2 separate regions of the Mus musculus genome follow, and region 1 is linked to region 2. Evidence: chromatin contacts called from public HiChIP or PLAC-seq data. All regions are on one chromosome and are shown on one strand. Each heading gives the region's core, a stretch centred on a gene start, on an enhancer-like site or on the middle of the called end of the contact. The rest is flanking DNA. Distances are from core to core; before and after follow the strand shown. Region 1 overlaps Msi2 (musashi RNA-binding protein 2). Region 2 holds the start of Mtmr4 (myotubularin related protein 4).

The links. HiChIP or PLAC-seq counts read pairs in DNA pulled down with a chosen protein or histone mark.
Region 1: a FOXA1 HiChIP or PLAC-seq map of pancreatic cancer cells shows a contact between it and region 2. The contact joins the enhancer-like site here to the promoter of Mtmr4 in region 2. A contact is called at or near these places in 4 of 39 promoter capture datasets (hippocampal neurons, liver and pre-B cells), 1 of 115 datasets of contacts at active chromatin or transcription factors (pancreatic cancer cells) and 1 of 9 other capture datasets (liver).

The regions. Positions count from the first base shown.
Region 1 is chr11:88,609,000-88,615,938 of GRCm38.p6, reverse strand. All of the region lies in intron 5 of Msi2 (musashi RNA-binding protein 2), which reads left to right. Among named protein-coding and RNA genes, the nearest start is that of 0610039H22Rik, 6.8 kb to the left of the region's middle. Within about 2 kb of position 1,783, at least 148 of the 459 cell types and tissues checked have an H3K27ac peak or open chromatin away from gene starts, as enhancers often do. A contact at or near this core is called in pancreatic cancer cells, where this site is marked.
Region 2 is chr11:87,586,202-87,593,684 of GRCm38.p6, reverse strand. Mtmr4 (myotubularin related protein 4) reads right to left here and starts at 1,519. Exons shown (of 19, transcript NM_133215.2): 1 at 1,435-1,519; 2 at 252-296. The coding sequence starts at 254. It overlaps Septin4 (septin 4), which reads right to left. Exons shown (of 14, transcript NM_001368775.1): 8 at 4,833-4,967; 9 at 4,600-4,717; 10 at 4,409-4,510; 11 at 4,121-4,217; 12 at 3,867-4,029; 13 at 3,630-3,676; 14 at 3,142-3,369. The coding sequence ends at 3,658.

The sequences.
Region 1 (6,939 bases), core at 534-3,033, 1.0 Mb before region 2:
TAGGGAAAAAGGAGCTATTTTATACTCTCAACATAAATCTGGGATATTAGCTTTGCTTGATTAGCGTTTCTATTGCTGTGATAAAACACTATGGCAGAAAACAGTTTGGGAGGAAAGGGTCTATTTCAGCTCATACTTCATCAGGTCACAGTCCATCACTGAGAGAAGTCAGGACAGGGACTCAGACAGGGCAGGAACCTGGAGGCAGGAGCCGACGCTGAGGCCATGAATGGTGGGATGCTGCCTCCTGGCTTGCTCTCCATGGCTTGCTCAGCCTGCTTCCTTAGAGACCCAGGACCACCACCAGCCCAGTGACCTTAGAAAATGTCCTACAGACCTGCGCACAGGCCAGTCCTATGGAAGCATTTTCTTAATTTAATAGTCTTCCCTCCCAGATGATCCTAGCATGTGTCAAGTTTACAAAACCAAAAAACCAAACAGACTAACAACAAACTAGCCAGCATAGAACTTAGCTTTTTAAAAATATCAACGAGTATTTCTAAAAATAAAAGGGTTAATGGTAGAACATTTGCCTGACATGCATTATAGGCTATAGGTTTGATTCCTAGCACTGGGGGAAAACAAAAATCAGAAAAAGACCCAGAGCTACTTGATTAGGCAAGGCTGAGTTTTCAGCCTTGAGTTTCTTGGTCCACTTGGCCCTGACTTTCCACATTTTGTTCTTCAGTGTGTTTGGTAGCCTCTCTCTGGGGCTTGTTGACCTACCTAACTTCTGAACACTAACCTACTTACTTGCCTAAGCAGCTTACATGGTTAACATTTACCCAAGTTCGTGGCTGGAAATAGCTTTCCTCTGAATCATAATTTACAGTGTAACTGTCCTGAGAAAGCTCTTACATGGGTGTGGGAAGAGGAGAGTGGGGAGCTGAGGGAAGCCCCACCCCAATCCTCATAACTGGCCCCCCCCCCCCTTCGTATTCACTACCAGCAAGCTTATCAGCGTGTTCCCATCCCCCTGCAGCTCTGTTCTTAGTAGGTTCGGATAAACAGAAAAGCACACCACACCTGTTCTCTATTTATTTCATCATACAAAGAAGCAACAGGTACTTTCTGATGTTAAAAATATAAACGAGACCGAAACCAGTATTGCTACCTGTTTCTAGAGGAACACCAGCGATTCTTCACCCTGCCTGCGTACTCTTATCATTGTGGGTCCTTTCTTTCATAGGCCACATTCAGTTCCAGGTGAGGGCATGTTTCAGATCATAGTTTGCAATTGTTTGCTCAAGAATGAGGACAGTTTTTCTGAATATATAGTGCATATTGATTAGCTGATTGCAAAAAATAAAAAAATAAAAAAGACGAAACGAAACCAAGACAGAATTCGGAGTAGGACACAGGGTTTACAGTCAGCCAGTGTTAAGCAGAGTTAGGGACCTTGGGCCTTGTCTTGTTTCTCTATTTCATTTTCTAGGTGAGAAAGCTGAGCCCCAGTAAACATTAGCACTAGCCTGTCCCAGGTCAGGCAGCTAGCGAGAAGAGAACCAAAACTGAAATGTCAGGCTCTGCTCTATGTCTTTTTGAGCGAGATAATGATCTGTTTTTAACACAAGAACAGAGACAGTATTTTGGTCTGGTTTCAGAGAGCTGAGCCTGATCCTATCCAGTTTTAAGCCAGTAAGGAATGTGTTGAGGAATGGGAAAATACCTGTAGAAAACATTAGGAGGTGTAGAGAAAGCTCCAGGCTCTGTGTTCAGAGCCCTGCAGCAGGTCTGGGACTGCAGGTAGCTACCACTCCCCGGGCATCAGGAAGTCCTTCTGAGTCAGAGAGGGCCTGCCACAGCTGCCGAGTCTGGAGCAGAGGCCACCATGCCATCTCAATCAGGAAGCCTCCATTGCTGCCACAACCCTGCTTCAAACATTCCAGAAAAATAGATTCTTCGGCGACACAGGATATTGCTACTGAAATAGCCAAACACCTCCCCGACACACACCCCCACCCCCCTCCGCTGCCAGGGGAAACAAAGCCCAGAACAAGCCACTTCCCCTTCTGAACCAAGCTGCAGGGCAATCCTGAAGAGGGATCTCCAGTTTTCAAATCTTACATAACAGAGAGGCCCGTGGGGAGGCTGATGGCATGGGTAAGGGTACCAACCAGTTCACCACGCCAGCACTGGAGTAAGGGACCGGATGATAAGAAATAGGCTGGAGCCTCCTGTGTTACAGCCATATATGGTAGACTAGCAAACAGGGGGAGCACCCCCAACAGAAACTGTGTACACAGACGAGGGAAGGAAAAGCACCCCCCAATTAATCAGCTAGAGAATATAAAAGACAAAGTTATATGGGAACTGTCTTGTCATAGGGTGGCGGTACTGATTTATATTGTTTTAAGATAAGCTGCTTGCAGTAACCATTGTTGTTCTGTAGCCATTAACATAAGTCATGTGTAGTAACATAGCTCAAACCCGGGCAAACAGAAGTTCAGGTCCAGGTCTAGATCCAGGCCCAGTTAAAAAGCTTTCCCATCAATCCCCTGGACTTCTATCCTGAAACATTATCACATAGTTAGGAATTCAGTATAGTGTATTGTTTTGGTTCTGTTTGCCCTGTACTTTTTTTCTAGGTCAGTTTCCTTAACACTATGGGAGGATCCTACATTGCTTCTCCTATCCAATTACTAACCGTGGCCCAGCCTGGTTAGCTTCCGAGATCAGACAATGCCGCGTGTGTTCAGTCTGTAGATTCTACATTGCTTTTCAAAGTCCAGACTTTCAAAGGATGGTTATCCCAGACCTCCCAGGGATTCCGTTTAACATTCATTCTGTGAACTGTTGGCATCTGTCATGTGCTTTAGGGTAGACTTGGCAGCTAGGACACAAGTCCCCGAATACTGTAGGGTGATTATGTTGGTTTCCAGACCTCTACCCCCTCAAGTGAGACTTCTAGGTGCTCCTGAACATTCCTGTACAGATGGGACTGTTGGCCACTGGGTGCCTAGTATGTGGTGTCTTACAACATGGGGTTCGAGTTTAATCTGGTTAATGTATCCTTGCTGGGCCGGGAGCGTTATTTGCAAACCTCAAGCACGATTAAATTAAAGACAAGGCTTATGGGAGGAGGAGGAAGAGAAAACTAGATAGAAGGTCAAACTTTTGGAGATGGTGGCTGGGTGCGTCACACTTAAGTCCTTGGCTGCGGGTGACTAGCACCCTTCCAGACATGTTCTGGTCAGGTAGGTCAGTAGGAGGCTGTCTGAAGTATTTCGCTGTGGTCACAGGGGTGTCCACCCTGTGGGCTCAGGTGCTATATGTGGCTGCACGTAGACCAGGATATTATGAGTGGCACCCAGCACCAAATCATAAACCTGTTTCACACATGGAATTATTATTTTTTTCTCTTGGTGGGTTAAGGTTAACTCATCTGCAAGGTTCTCAAGCATGAACTCTGCAGGTGACAACGTCATTGTGAAAAGGTTGGGCAAGCCTGGCTATCCAGCGAGGACTGGAGAGAAAGCCTTAGCGAGGGAATAGCCGTGGAAGTGCACCGTTGCTTCCAGAGTGGTTTGACTTTCTAGTCCTGCGGGTGCGGCTCTGAGCATGTTGAAATAGTGACAGCATACAGGATTGGGTGGGTTCCAGATGACTGGACTTCCCAGTGGTTGTGGAGGCCAGGGGCTCAAGGGGTGGGGAGCAGAGCCATTAAAACCAGGCAGAGCTTCTTGGATTAGTTGAAGATGAGGAAAACATGGTGAGGAAACATTATCACATAGTTAGGAATTCAGTACTGATTTAGAAAGGGAGTTGAAGGCATGCCCAGTGTCCTGATACTTTTTTTTTCTTCCTGTTTTCCTATTTTATTTTATTTTTTTGTCAACTTGAGACAAGCTAGAGTCATCTGGGAAGAGAACTTGGTTGAGAAAATACCTCCATCATATTTAATCAAGGTGTAGAGCATTTTCTTGACTAATGATCGATGTGTCAGGGTACAGTCCACTGTGGGCAGTGCCACCCCTAGCCACAGGAGGTCTTGGTTGCAGTAAGAAAGGTAACTGAGCAAACCAACAAGCAGGCCCTCCATGGCTTCCACTTCAGTTCCTTCCTTCAGGTTACTGCCTTGACTTCCCTCCATGAGGGATTATGAACTGTAAGCCAAAATAAACCGTCCCCTCCCCCACATTGCTTTCGGTCATGGTGTTCTATCACAGCAACAGAAGGTATCCAGCAAGAATCAGGGTACCCCGGCCACTCAGAGTAGATGTTGTTGGGGGATTCTGAGACACAGTGGCAGGGTAGGAAGGGGGAGGGACGTGGGGTAAACAGAAGATAAGGCTAAAAATGGGGGACTGTGCTCCCAGTTCCCCTCTTCCTCTTATGTGTGTGGTCCTGCACCTGGAGGACACCTATCTCCATAGGTTCTCTCTGCTGATTGTGTTGGCTTTGGCTGCCCAGGAAGCAGCTGCCTGAGTCAGCCTGTTCTGTCTACATTTGAGCTTACCTGCTTGCTCTAATTACATGATACTTGGGTTCCCTCTTCTTGCCCAGAGAAGATTTCTCTCTTTAGGTGATCAGCTATTGATGTCAGCATGGGATTAGAGTTACTTCTGTCCGTCTACCCCTCCAGCCCTATTAGGGGTTGATTGAAATTGAAAAATCATGCGTTGGGCCAAGTGCTAGATGAGCCGCTTAGCAGGCTCATGAAACTGATCAGTGATGATGTCTTTGCAGTTTTGCAAAGCATTCCACACGATCCGATTGGATCCGTGCTTCGAGACTACAGCATGCCCTGAGAATGCTTCCCCATTTCGTAGATGAGGAAATTAAGGCTCCCAGAGGTCAAGTGTTCTTGCTCAGGTAGAATCAACTAGAACTACTCGGTCAAACTGAGCTGTGAGTCCAGTCTAGGTCTAATCCAGTTCATTGCTCCCCGATCCGGGCCAAGCCTGTCTACTTTAATTTGTTTTTTCAGTAAGGATTTATTATTGATCCATTCAGCTCAGTAAATACAAAACCCATGTGGTAGTGTCTTTCACAACACCGTACCATATGATACACTACAACACAATAATATAAAATACCACACAGTACACATACCACACACACAAGACACCACACAAACACAAAATGATATACAACACCACATAGTACCACAAAACACCACACATCACACCACACCACCATACAGTACACCACAAGGTCATGCATTGTAACACATCCTACACAAAAACATACAACACGAAGTACCACATAACACTATACCACACGCCACACCATACCACAAGACGGTACACCATAATATTAAAAAAAAGCCCACGTGCTACAAAATACACCCACTAGGCACCATGCTGTCCAGTACCACAGCACACCACACAACCCAACAGCACACATGCAGTAAAATATCACAGCACAATGTACCTCTACACTATACATACAACACATAGTACTGTACACCTCCATACCACACCAGAGACTGTTGTAGCTACCATCGCTCAGATCCTTTCTGCCCACAGAGAGTCCCTGAGAGGAACAAGCACAGGCTGAATGAGACCTTACCCTCTCCTGATCCTGACCTGCTTCTGAAGCTGGTGTCACTGGTGATCTTTTTTTTTTTTTGAGGTTGGGGTTTTCAGTTCTCCTTAGATGTTTGATTCAGTGGTATTTTTTTTTCTTCTCCCAACCCCCTCAAGGAGCTTTCTGGTCCAAGCAAACAGCTGGCACAACTGGAAATAGTATTTTAATCTTTTGGAAAGTGGGGCACCCCAACTGCTTTCCATATTCAAGACTTTATGCTTTGTGCCTTGGCATGCTGGTAGCTGACTATTTGAATGCTAGTCCACCCTGCCTCACTCCCTGGACCTAGGGGATGGAAGGCCATCTTTAGTCATACCTTACCTTTCTTGACGTCCTTGGGTTAGGATAGAAGAGGAAAGGAACAAACCAAGCTTGAACTTAGGTAGTCTGATAATCTTTCATTCTGACTTGGATCAGGGCATCTAATTCTCCATAGTGTGGCGTTAGAGGTGCTTTTGCCCGGTTAGATCACTCTTTTGCATTGCTTCACGGTGCCTGGCTCCTCAGATGGACCCTGCTATTGGCTGGGGAAAGGGCAGAAACTCTGACATCTGACTAGGTCAGTGGGCTTTAGGTCCTGGGAATGTTTATGGAAAGCTTTCTGTGCACGGAGCTGTGTGCCTGGTATACATGTCTGTGTGCCTAGCTGGTGGCCATAGGTATTTTAGTACGTGTATATTTGACAGTAAATGCATTTCCATGGGCTCAGAAAATGGCACCTTTATTTATTGTTTTGTTCTTTACTAGTGACATGGGTAGGGCGTGCCCTCCAGTGACATGGGAGAGGGGAAAAACCTCACCAAACTTACCACTCCTCATCCTACCTCACAGATGGAGACATTTTGGAAATCTGTCTTAATTACCACATCTCTTGCTTAGTTTTCCAAGCTTAGGGATGCTGGCATGTCAGGCTTTGAGCATGGGCATTGGGAGGGAAGGTTCCAGTGGAAACGAGTCTCCCATGAGGACTGGCTGCATCCTTCTCAGATCCTGTAAGTGAGTGAATGATTGGGCTCACTTGTGTGCCAGGCATCACCATGGTGAACTACTGACTCGTCCTTTTCATTCGACAGTCCTCCCATGGGATCAGACATGAGTCCCGTCACGGCTTTTGCCTGTCTACAGGTGCTCTACAGGCCCATCAGAAGTGGTTGCTCCATCTGCTCGTCCAGTGCGCCCTGGACTGAGTTGAGCGTCTTTATTCTCGCTTTATCCCGCTGCCCCTGGCTTCTGGGGTCCCATGTTTGATAAGCCATGTCCAGAACCTACTCATCTACTCCCTGTCTCCACCTTCGAATCTGCTTTCACCAAACCCTTAAGTCCCTCAAAGTTCTGTTTTTTCCTCCATACACTCTGGGTCCATCTGGAGGGGTATACGGTCTCCCTTGGAACTTAATAGAAGGGCGT
Region 2 (7,483 bases), core at 270-2,769:
CCACAAGTTCAAGGCTGGCATGGGCTACATGTCTAGTACCAGGCTAACCAAAACTCTACAGCAAGAACCTGTCTCAAAACAACACTGCCCATCCAAAAAAAAAAAAAAAAAAAAGCATCAGGGCAAATGAGCCTGTTTAGGAAGTGAACAGAGTAACCAGGGGCACTAGGGCCAAGAGAGGTGGGGCAGCTTCCCTGAGTCAGACTGGAGGATGAGACACACAGTGGTATGAGGGAAAAGGAGCTACTCACCATTCTACCTTGGCGAGGGTCCTGGCTGCCTGCTCCTGCTCGTCACTAAAGGAGACAGAACACAAGAGGAAAGTGCACGGTCATTAACATCACCATAGAATCAACGATTGTCACACGGGTCTACCCCTGAACTTCTCTGCAACTCATTTTCCTCCACCACAGAGGATCCGGCGTCTCAAAAAGTCACCACACCAGTCAGGCAATGGAAGAAGCAACAAGTGACCCTGCCCGGTGAGAATTCCACCACAAAAGTTCCTGAGCAAGGCTAAGTATCATCCTAGCTTACTCAGCAGAACTCAAACGTTCTGATCCCCACACCCAGCAGTAGAGCACTCCAAACCCTGCTCTCTACAAAAGAGAAGAAATTCCAACTCTGAAGAGACAAAGACTGCCCAACTGGGACTCACTTTTGGCCCTGGTAGGGGCATGAATCCACAGGGCAGTTCGGCCAGTCTCTGAGTCTAGGAGTAGCACCCACCTGACCTGTTACTGGGGGCAGAGTCCAGAGCAGAGGACAAGAGGGAGAGGACCACAACCTGTGATAAAAGAGCAGCAGGGTTGGCCCGGTCCTGCTGAGCATACTTGAGACCAAGTAGGTGAAGGTTTGAGGGAGGAGGCCACACAACAGGAGCAGAATTAGGCCAGTCCGGCCTGGGAGACAACATCTGTCAAATGGGTCGAATTAACAAGGATTTCAAGTTAAGGCCTCCTGGGCCCACTTAGGGAGCCAGGTCTGAATTTCACCGACACTCCTTCATGTTTGGTATGCTCGAGGGGTGTGCAGCAGAGCCCCATAGGAGGCTACGGCGATTAAAGCCTCCATTGTGATCCTACCAACCTTCCCTCCCTCACGGGGGAGCCCGCAAGCGGCCAGCCGGAGGTGCTGCCTCACGGCTCCCTGGCTCGCGGCCTGAGAAACAGAGAGAGGAAGGGAGCGACAAGGACCAGGCCTAGGAGGCCCAGGGTTCTCACAGTTAGGGACTCTGGTCTTAGGGTGGGGGGTGGGGGAGGATGGGCTAAGCAGCCAGGAGATCCAGGTGCCCAGGTTTTAGGGGCGGGGCCAAGGCCTCGGAGGCGGAGCCCCAAATGACAGAGGGCGGGACTCAAGAGAGCCGGCGAGGGCCGGGCAGGACTTGGTCGTTGTGGTTCCCAGGCTGGCAGTGCACGGGGTACAGTGACTCACCCAGGCGGCGTCCGCCCGACCCTCCAAAGCCGCGCTCTCACCACTTCCGTCTCCCGCAGCTGCTGAGGCCGCGCAGCTCGAACCCCACCACGGTCCCTTGTCCCCAACCAATCGTATCTCTAGCCTCTACCCGCCCTGGCCAATAGCCACGCGAAGTCCCGCCCTGCCTCACCACGCAGCCGCCGCCCTCACTCTCCACGCTGCTCACTGGTCCAGTGGGCAGACGCCCTCTCAGCTTGTAACCTATCCGGCACCCGGAGACCAGACAGTACCCGGAGGGAGGAGGCTTGGCGCCAGAGAGCAGACACGACCAATAGGAAATCACAGCGCGTCCCTCTGGCAGCCAATGGGAGAGGAGTAAGAGGGGTCGCAGCCTAGGGCTCCGGGGACAGGAAGTACGGCCGCCCGTCGCCTACTGGTAGCGCAACTGGGGGGCGGGACATTGCAGGGAATGGTAGCAGTCACTTCCGGTGACGACCCCGCCCGAGAGGTAGTTCGCAAATGACCTCGCGGTGGCTCAGCGTTTTAACCCAGTGGTGTTTCTGTTTTGCTCCAGTAATGCGAGAAAGGAAGGGTAGCATGCCGGCTAGGAAAGGGGAAGGTCCCTTCCCAAACTCTCGGTTCCATCACTCTCGTGTTTCGTCGCCCGGTCGATGGAAAAGAAAATCCTGGATTTTTTTTTTTTTTTTTTGTCTGCGAAAGAGAAGAGCTGGGTTCGGGAACTGCTGAAGCCACAGGAATGGAAAACGTGAAAGACCCTCCTAGAAGGCCTGGGAGGAAGGAGCTCTCGGACTGGCAGCGCTGGCGGTTCCCTTTGCGTATCTGGACTGGTTGTTAACGACCGACCAACCTTGCCGTCCTTCGAGACCTGCATTGCCGCCAGTCCAGAGTCTCTCAGCCAAGAGAGAAAAACTGGGTCTGACTGCCATTAGCTAGCTGCGGCTTCTTAGTCTGTAAAAGGGGTAGAGGGACAAGACTGAAGCGCCTGGAGCCAGCACCGGGACGCAGGTCACCAGTAACGCTGGAGGTCTCCGTGATCCGCGCCACTACTAACCAAACTGAAGTGGCAAAGAGTCCTATTCTCGGCGGATAGTCCGAGTCCTGGAGTGGGTCTAGGCCCTGAGATCCTAGGCTAGTGTCCTCACGTCTTGGTTTCTGAAGTACTTACAGTTACTAAGTCATAGGAAAACAGAAATCTCTCCTGAGTTCACTGTTTTAGTTACAGGGTCTAGAACCCGGGTCTAACCTAGCGCATGCGTGATACTGAGCTCCTTGGAGACTATGGCATTTTGTTTTTCCCTATGTCCCAGCACTCTAATTACAGGACCTTCAGAATTTGTTCAGCACTGTACCACAAGCTTCCTGGAATTTGGAGCTTAATTCTGCATATCTATTTACCCAAATCTGGGGAAAGGCGGAAATCAGAGGTTGCCAGGTAGTTAATACCTTGTTTTTCCCAAGAGCAGCTACAAAATGAAGGTATTGTATACGGGAAACATGGAGGCTTGAGGCTCAGAAAGTGGAGCCAGAGTAGAAATGGTCAATAGGACAAGCTATGTTGTAAGCTGAGTGAACTCTATAAGCGAAAGGGAAATTTCCCCCTTTCTGTTTCCTACTAAAAGCCAGAAACCAGTACCCTTTCCATCAGCCTTTCAAACTAGTCATAGGAGCTATGTTTCCAGGAAATGGTAAAAATACAGAGACACCTGAAGCCACATATAGGTTAGTTTATTTCCTCTGAGTCTCTTGAGAAGTCAGCAGGGATATAAGGCGAACTGGTAGGAGCTGCGGGGGGTCCTGAGCAGAGCTGATGCAGGGAATAGAGGCTGGCATAGGCAGGAAGAAGAGATTTAAATATTCAGGTCCAAAAGCCAGTTAGTGAGTCTCCTTCATCTGTCTTTGGATTTTGTGTAACATCTCCTGCATCCGCCGCAGCTGAAACAGGCACATACATCATCAATGCAAGGTGTTTGATAGGAAGAGTCTGACTGTATTGAAGAAGTGTCCCCAGATTCTAATCCCTTGAGTCTGGGACTTTGGTGGCCCTTATGTATGATGGAAATGGCAGAACCACTCAACATCCCACCTATGTACCAGAGCATAAGGATAGGTCCTTCTATTCCCAAGCCAAGAGATAATGAGGCTTATCAAACGGAGGACTTCCCAGACTGACATCTGCATTGTATTGCTCTCACCTCTTCGTCTTTCTCCCGGATTAGCTTCTCAGTTTCTGGATCTGTCCCTGGTGGGACAGCAGGGATAGGGAAGTCAGTACCACTCTCTCTTGTCAGTTTGCTGAAGGGAGGGGGAAAGGAGGGTAGTAAGGTTGGGGGGACCCCAGCACCAACTTGAGTGAAGCCTGGGGCCTGCAGAGTAATAAGGGGAGGACTTGGGATTCCCCTGGCCAGCTTTGTCCTGGCTCCTGGTCATACTTGCGATTCCGTTCCTTCACTACTAGCCGGGTCATGCTCTGGATACACTGTGCCCTGTAGTTCTCGTAGTGTGTCTCTCGGGTCACATCCTTTAGGTCCTGCATGTGGGTACGCACCAGCATCGTCCTCAACTTGACAAAGTCGCAGTGACCTGGGTTTTCCACTGCATGGCAAGGCTAGGAGTCAGCCAGGGTCAGAGGTAAAGAAGAATTCCTAAGGGCAAGGGGACTCTGGTCCCAAGCTCAGAGCTTTACCTTCCACGATGCCCCAAGGGTAGAGGCGGCCTCGAACTCTCCGCCCCCTGGCTTCTACCACAGTGTTGCTGCCAATCACCGCAAATGGGATGCTTTCCTAAGAGAAGGTACAGTGGCCTGTCAGCATCCTTGTTCCATCCCCTGTCCCTCTCCACTTGGGTCTTCTGCTTTGCTCTAAGATGACAGGGTCCTCTTCCACCCCAACAGTCTGTCCTTGTATAGAATCCTCCTCCCCTCTTCTGCTCAGCAGAAACAAGATAGGGAGGGGAGGCCCTAGGGTGGCCCCACCTTTAGGGCTTGGTCCTGTAATTTGAAGTCCTCGTCCTCATCGGAATCACAGTCTGGGAACTGATAGATCTTGATTCCAAAGTGCTCGATCTCCTCCCGGATCTGGCAAACAGATGAGGGGTCCACAGTTCTGGGTACCCCATCCTTTCTAGACGCCCACCTGGCCCCCTCCCTCCACTAGCCTCCCTCACTTTGCATTTCTTTCGGTCCACTTCAGGAGGCGTCAGTGTGTCCGCCTTAGCCAAGATAGGCACAATGTTGACCCGCTGATGCAGGGCCTTCATGAATTCAACATCCAATGGCCGGAGCCTGGGGAACAGGAATCAGTGACCACCCGCTAGTGGTAGCCCTGCCCTGTGGTGCTACTCGGCCTGTTCCCTTAGTAGACCCCAGTGGTCCCAGGAGCCTCAGGCTCAGACCATACCCGTGGCCAAACGGGGAGATGAAGTACAGGCAGCAGTGCACCCGGTTGTCCTGGATGTTCTTGCGGTTCAGGCCACTCTCGTCTCGGAAGTACTGCTCAAACTGCTGGTCGATGTATTCGGCCACAGGCTTCCAGCTGGGGCAAGGAGAGACAAGCAGAGAGACTGGGAGTGGGGGCTGCCTGGGAAAGTCTGGCCTGAGCCATGTTTTGCTTTCCTCCTTGTCCAGGGAGACACCTGAGTAGGATGGGAGGGTTTCGGGTCTTGAGAGAAAATGACACAGGTACACAGGTAGTTTAATAAATACTAGTTTGAGGAGCAAAAGGGACTGAGGGTGACAAGGCAAAGGACAGCCAAGGGGCAGCAGATGAGCACCAGTTAGAAACCAGGGAAAGTCTGGATTCATGGTCCAGCCTCAGAGCCTCTGCCTCTCCAGACCCTCTTGTCGTTCTTACCCAAGAGCCAGTTCTCCCATGATGGTGTCTCTGACTATGGCAATGTAGTACAGTGCTCTCCACTGTATAGCCATATGGATATTACTCCACAGTCGTCCACCATGAAGCAGTGTTTCAATCAACCTTGAGATCCACATATTTCATTAGCCCCACAAGATAACTGAGCTCAGACAATGCCACTCTAACATCATAACGCCCGTGAGTGCCTCACGTGTGCCACCAGGCACAGAAAACAGCACGTAGCTGATGAGAGCCCTCACTTGCTAAGAATGCTTGCCTACAAGACGCGTGGGCAATCCCAGGAACACAGGTGAAGGGAGAAAACTGGTTCACAGTGTTTTTCTCTTATCTCCATAGGCATGCCCCAGCACAAACACACCATTCACCCTGACAACACATTAATAAAAAATATTTTTAAACTCTAGCACACACACAAAAAAGTATCACTTAATAGGGATGCCAAATGGCTGTCACTTCATTCACTATAATGCACTATAATATATGCTTTCTACTGATGAAAAGTGTTTATTGTAAAACAACTGCTGTAGGCCAACAGCAGCCTCATTTGTCTTATGTTTGGTCTCTTGTCCCTTGAGAGATCATGTCCAGTAAGGATCTACAACATCTGGCTCTGTGTTAATAGACTCTATGATGTTCATTCAATGATGAAACCACCTAATGATGTGTTTCTCCAAGTCTGTCCTCACAGTTCAACAGTGCCCCCCTCCGTGTGTGTGTGTCTGTGTGCATGTGTATATGTGCATGTATGTGTGTGTGCATGCGTGTTTTAAGAACTTCACTTTTTAGGCCTTTTGCTCTTCTGTTACCTAGTTTAATGATCACTACTGTGACATCAGTACTTGGAGCTCAGAACTCTCATTTTATACATAAAGAAATCAGAATCCTCTGAGAGACTTCCTCCAGATCCTCTACCAGATACTCCGTGACTGACGCAGTAACTGCACAGGGCCTGACTCACCCATTCCTTACCTAACTGTCACAACTTGCTACAAAATGGCTCTCTCTCCTTCTGCTCCCTCACTCCCACCAGGGTGTATGCCTCAGGGATGAGGATATGTTCCGAATCCCTAAAAATGCCCACCTTTGCATATGTTTGTGTTCCATTTATTCCTCCTAGTTGACTAACTTAGTACCTATGGAGGTACACTGTAAACAGTAAAGTAAAATTATCTGGGAACTATTACTACCGACAGGGAATTCTTACTGAAATGGAAATTATTTATTAAAAGGAAAAGAAGGTAAGTGGGCTGAAAGTGGTACCTTCTCCAGTGGAAAGCAGGTACTAGTTGGGATTGGAATTTCTGGACAAACTGTCTGCTGAGGCATACTGCTAGAGCAGGGACGACGTGACCACATGGTCATCCTCGGTCCATCCGAGACACTGATGGAAACCACAGGACCATGACCCACAAATAGCACCGTGCTGGAGCACCAACGTCAGAGATGGCCACTCAGTCAAGGCTCACACAAAGCTGACGCTGAGCCAGTTCTCTGTGAGGACAGCCATCATGGTGTGACGAAAAAGCAGGTGATGAGGGTTTAGAAAGGCCTGTGAGAGGGTCTGGTTAGTCAGTAAGACAGTTACTCAGGGTTAGCACCATGGATATACAGCCTGTGCAGTCACATGGGAATCTGCACTCAGGAAGGCCACGCTTGGTCTGATGTTCCTCTGCTATCATATTGATTTTTTTTTTTTTTTTTTTTTTTTGGTTTTTCGAGACAGGGTGTCCTGGAACTCACTTTGTAGACCAGGCTGGCTTCGAACTCAGAAGCCCGCCTGGCTCTGCCTCCCAAGTGCTAGGATTAAAGGTGTGTGCCACCACTGCCCAGCGAAATTCTTAAAATTACAAACATGGGGACCCACAAATCTTGTTGCTGGCCCTGCAGTTCCCATTGCTAAAACACATAGGTGTCATTCTGGATTATTTTCAAATCAAACAGATGATGTAGAAATAGCTGGATTTTTGTTGTTGTTTGGCGGGGGGGGGGGGTGTGTGTGTGTGCTTAATTGTTTGTTTTTTTGTTCCATGAGGAGAGAGAGATTTTAACCATCTGCTCAAGACCATGCAGTTACTAAATGCCAATCGAGAGCTAGACTCTTAGTACTATCTGCCCAATCCCTTCATCAAGCACCCTGCCCTTTTCTCCTGCCTTTTTGGTTCATTGCCTGCACCAAC